2 separate regions of the Gossypium hirsutum genome follow, and region 2 is linked to region 1. Evidence: chromatin contacts called from public Hi-C data. All regions are on one chromosome and are shown on one strand. Each heading gives the region's core, a stretch centred on a gene start, on an enhancer-like site or on the middle of the called end of the contact. The rest is flanking DNA. Distances are from core to core; before and after follow the strand shown.

Region 1 (2,798 bases), core at 203-2,702:
TTTGCAATTCATTTCAAAAGACTTCAATCGGTACACGCAAAAAAACTTTTAGTCCTACTTTTTAGATATCAAAATCCAGGTTCATCTGTTAGTATTATTAAAAATATTTTGTTAAATTTATGTTTATTATAATGTCGTTTTTTAGTTACATGAATACCAAATATATTTTTTTAAATGTGACATCAATAAAATTGACAAAAAAAATTTAACAATGTTAGCAATTGGGCTTTGATATTTAAATCTGAAAAGTAGAGGGACTAATTTCTTGAAAATAAAAGTACATGGACTAAGTTCTAAATTTGTGAAGAGTACATAGACTTATGACATAGTTTTACCTTTATACTACAAAATATTTATTATTAAAATATTAATATTGAATATTTTTCAATAATGTATGGAGAATATTGTTTAAAAGTATTATTTTTAAAATTAATTATTAAAATAAAATTGAGATATTTAATAATTTATTAAAATAATAAATTATATTAATGCTTTAGATATAGATAATTAAATATGTATGTTTAATAATATTGAAAATTATAATATTTTATATTAATATTTAATTAATTTTAAATATTTTAAAAATAAAAATAAAAATTTATTATTAATATAATAATATTAAGTTGGAGTTAAGTTAATTTTTATTTAAAAATAAAATCACACTAAATCAACTATTTTCTTGAGAGTGACTTATACTTTTGAAAAGGCTAAGTTATTTTACAAGAAAAATGGTTTATTTTTTGTTGATCTATAAGTCATTTTCCGTTGATTATGTTGTTTTCTACTAAACATACTCAAGAAAATACAAAAAATATTTTCAGTGAAACAAACGAAGCCTTAATCGTGATTTAACCTTAAAAAAATGAGCAATGTATTCAGAAGAAAAAGCAATAGTTAATAGTTAGAAAATTGACGTAATTTTCGTAGTGTTTTCTATTTCATCAGTATTTGGTTTGGTTGGATTAAAGATTTTGCGGATCAACTTCAGTTTATTGTTTTCTTTTTCCTTGGATCTTTTTATTTATTTGTTTAGTTAATTAAAATTCCATTAGACTAATTATCAGATTAATAACCAAATTAATTCAATAGCTAAGAGCTTATAAGAACCATGCCAACTTAAGTTACTCTGGTTTGCGATTATTAAATTTTTTTAATTAATTTCACAATCACCGTAATTACTCGTTTTACCTAGTTCATTTGATTGGACAAACTTACTTCCTCATAATCCACGAAGAGCAATATAACTTGTTCGGGGATACCAAAATAGAGACGAAGAAGATAAATAATCTTTTTTGTTTCACGTTAAATGATGTCCTAAATATAATAGATTGGCGATAATATTCATAAAATCGAAAGCAACAAAGATGGCCTGCTGCCAGTTGAGAAATAATGAGCGGACAAAACGATTAATCTAAATCACCCCTTATAAATACATTTCCTCCGCAAGTAATTGACACAAGTCTCATCAAGGTTAATTAAGCTAGTTCGTTTTATGAATGGCGAAGACAGGGCTGATGACTTGGCTCCTTTACTCCACATTATTTGCAGCATTGCTGTTGAATTCTGATGCAGCCAATGCCAACGAGAGAAAAGTAAAGCCTTTTGTTTGCGTTGTTACCCATAATTTTGGAACTGGCTGCTATTTTGGGTAGCTGTTGATCACTTGTGTTGTATATGTGTGTATATATAGGTTCACATTGTGTACATGGGAGACAGGCCCAAGGGGGATTTTTCTGCTAAAGCAACCCATCATTCCATGCTTACAAGCGTCCTTGGCAGGTTCTTTCTTTTCCTTCTTTTTACCAATACAACAACCCATAAGAAAAAAATCGGTTTACTTGTTAAAGTAATAAACTGAACTTGACAAAGACATGGCTTCCATTTAATCTATCACAGGTCTTCATCAGCCCAAGAATCCCTAGTCTATAGTTATGGTAACTTCAATGCATTTGCAGCTAAGCTAACTGCGGAAGAAGTTGAAAAGTTCTCAGGTGAAATGGTTAAACAAGACATGATTCATTGATTGCTAAAATTAGAAGCAATCATTTTCATGATTGATCCATGCTAAACGAAATATAAATTGGGTGCAGAGATGGATGGAGTAGTTAGAGTGATTCCAAACCATATACTAAAGCTTCATACTACAAGGTCGTGGGACTTCCTTGGTCTCAGCCAGAGCAATGTGGGCGCCCAGCTACAAGGTGATGTTGTCATTGGGCTCCTTGATACAGGTAAATAACTTAAATATGTAGACCCACATAGCTTTATCAAATATCAAGGCGTCAAGCTGACTTCAATGGGGGTCTTTGGTTTATAGGCATCTGGCCCGAGCATGAGAGCTTCAATGACCAAGGACTTGGTGCTCCACCTTCCAAATGGAAAGGAACATGTCAAGGGGCCAACTTTACCTGCAATAAGTGAGCTCCCTTTCTCCCCTTCATACCAATTGAATATGTATAAGGCCAAAAGGATTCTAAATAATTTTCTAAATTTTTAGATAAAAAGCATTTACTATTCAATCCAGTCAGCTAATAATATGAATTTGTCAACACAGCAAGATCATTGGAGGCCGTTACTACAACAGTGAGAACTGGTACTATGAAGGTGACTTGAAGTCTCCTAGAGACTCTGAGGGGCATGGGACCCATACATCCTCAACTGCAGCCGGTGACAGGGTGCCCGGAGCAAGCTACTATGGACTAGCTAATGGAACCGCAAGGGGTGGGGTCCCTGGTGCAAGGATTGCCATGTACAAGGTTTGCTGGTCCTTTGGTTGTGGAGCTGCTGATATCCTTGCT
Region 2 (2,798 bases), core at 150-2,649, 150 kb before region 1:
TCTATTGGTTAGATGAGGATCATTTGGCCCACAAGAACTAGCCCGATTCAGTAAATTATTAGAGAAGCCTGTCAGATTTAAACCTGGGTGGCCCAGTAATGGAGATATGGTAACATAGACTATTTTTAGTAAATATGGGAATCATATCTTGTAGATTTAATTTGATATGGTGTATCTTTTAAATCTCATGATTTAAGGGATATGGTTAATCTCATCCGTCAATGTAACTTGATCTTGACCGTCAGTTTTGGAAGAGCTCAATTGTAAATAGAGAGTCTCCCCTTCACTTGGAAATCACTTTATTCATCCATTGTTTTATTATTCTTTTAGAGTAATAGAATACTGAGAGCATTTACTTAAACACCTCTTGTGCATTCTTTTCTGTGACTTTATATTGTTCTTTCGTAGCTTCTTTTGGCACAATTGCTTCCTCTATACAAATTGGTGCCTTGGAGGAATTCTAAAGGAATCCTTACTTGTGGTGTTTAGGCTGACTTAGACGAATTTGGAACGAACGGATCGTCTAAGGTCGCATGGATAGCGAGACGAAAGATCTAGTCTTGTGACACTAAAATAGACTTTCTAAATTATTTTTAAATAGAATTTAATTATTTTCCTTGATTTTTTTAAAATTAGAAAATCAAAAGATTTAGTGCAAAATAACTTCAACTAATTTTATTATAAAAATAATTAAATTATTTTGAGTCATACATTAAAATTTAATTTGCCAATAGTTTGGCTTATTTGTAAGGATGGTAATAAATTGGGACAAGAGTAAATGTTGCTAAATTCACTACCGACTCATGGTTAACATGTTCCGCTTCATTTACCTTGCTCCACTATATATGTGTAATATTGAAAATCGTTAACTTCTCCATGAATGTTAAATGCGTCAATCATCACTTTATATTGTCTAGCTTCATTTAATTTTTTTAATATTTTTTATTTTGTAATGGTAAGTAAATATTTAAACATAAAATAGGTGAGTGTTTTTATATCAATTTTTATATTTTTATCATTTTAATAATTATAAATATACTTGAATAAAATAGTAATTTAATATAATGAAACGGGGATATTTACCGTTAAAAAAAATGACTCCACTCCCCATTCACCTTTCCAAAAAAACAAAGTCACTTTAAAGTGGAAAATTCGAAATTAATTGCTTCGCATTCCGAACTTATTTATCACGTGCCTCTTACCTTACGCCAAGCCATTAGTCATGTAGGTGGTGACACAATTAAACAACCACGTGGCTTATGTTAAAAAAATAAAATAAAAACAAGCACGTGACCCACTAGATTTCAGAAACCAATCTGACGGTTCAAATTAAAAGTCTTGTTCCCCACCTGATCGTACGATAAATGTAATCTCCATATTTGAAAAAAAAAATACCCCCATCTCTGTAGTAACCCGAAACAAAACCATCAAAACTTGTTTTTTTTTTTAACCCTAAAAACCCTCCTTTTTTACTAAAAACAAAATTCATTGAACCGCCCAATCTCGTCATGAAAGGGAAGAAACGGTTATCGAGCTCGGCCGCCGAGATCAACGATTCTGCTGTGAGTTTTCTCATTTCTGATGTTATAGTTATTTTCTTTTTCTTTTTTAAAGTCACTTCATTGTTCCTTCCCTGAATTGATAGCCTAACCCTGATTTGATGTTCTTTGTATTATTTTATTCTCCTCAATGCGAAAATGAAGTAGGCTGGCGTTTAGAATAAGATTTTGTTTGCTTATGGCTTTAATTGAGTAGTTTCATTTATATGAAGTAAAACTGAGGAGAAGTTTTGAACCATTTGCATTTTTTTTTTACTTCTACTTAGCTGGAAAGTATTTTAGGAGGGCTGAAAGTATTCTTTTTCATTGTATTTTAGATATTTGAATGCTTTGAGTTTTCAAGAGTAAACTTGAGGTTGATAAAAGCTGACACTGTTCAACTTACCTGTCCTTGTTGATGTATTACTTCAGCTGCTGTTTATAATAACCGAGAAACAAACCAAACTATGAAATGGATAAATTAGTTCTTCTATGGAAGGAAGGAAACCGAAAATGAAAAACTTTCAATGTAGTAAATAAAAAGAAGAATGATTTTGATCTTTAACTAGTATTTTACTTGTTAAACAGTAACAGTGTGCAGGCATTATTTGGAAGAGGAGGGGAGGGGGGATGAGTAGTGATGATGGCTATCAAATGTAAATACTTAGAAGTCAGTTTTTATCTTTAGATGTTTTGAAGCATCAGTCATGTTTTTTAGTCTTATTACATACTCATCCATGGATTGCAGTTCCACAATAAAAGAGTAATTGCAGGATCTCCTTTTGATGCTCAAAAGGCAGAACCATCTCAACGTTGACTGCAAAACCAGCACTAGATCCACAGCGAGCTGAGCTGTCTTGGCAGCATGTGAAAGCTCTCAACACCCAATTTGCAAGGTCTGTGATGTTTCATGTTTCAACAACTTGTGCTATACGTTTGGTAATGACTAAATGATGTGATCTTTTGCTACCCATGAAGATGCATTTCATATTCTTTTAAGCTTTCTAGATTAATATTTTACCAGTCCTTAGAAGTTAGAATAGCCAGGTTTCTTGCATCTGTTGTCTTTGGACCTTGATGAACTTTTAGATTTGTATATATGTTGTCTGCATAACAACTTTTCTTTTATAGTTGGGTACAATTACAACTGAAGAATCACCCTGATGAGCTTTGGCAATATGGTGTTCAAGACTACCTAACTCATGCTTTAAACATCATGGTAACTTCTGATGTTTTTTCATCGACATTTGAAGTATTCAT

Evidence for each region. Hi-C and Micro-C count contacts between places; a contact is called where the count stands out from the background.
Region 2: a Hi-C map of leaf shows a contact between it and region 1, with 1.9 times the contacts expected there. The contact joins the promoter of LOC107930009 here to the promoter of LOC107930002 in region 1. A contact is called at or near these places in 2 of 34 Hi-C or Micro-C datasets (both in leaf).

The regions. Positions count from the first base shown.
Region 1 is chrD08:60,194,751-60,197,548 of Gossypium_hirsutum_v2.1, reverse strand. It overlaps LOC107930002 (cucumisin), which reads left to right and starts at 1,452. Exons shown (of 10, transcript XM_016861558.2): 1 at 1,452-1,592; 2 at 1,691-1,779; 3 at 1,897-1,991; 4 at 2,091-2,231; 5 at 2,318-2,417; 6 at 2,555-2,798. The coding sequence starts at 1,497.
Region 2 is chrD08:60,340,521-60,343,318 of Gossypium_hirsutum_v2.1, reverse strand. LOC107930009 reads left to right here and starts at 1,399. Exons shown (of 10, transcript XR_005916954.1): 1 at 1,399-1,562; 2 at 2,287-2,434; 3 at 2,670-2,757.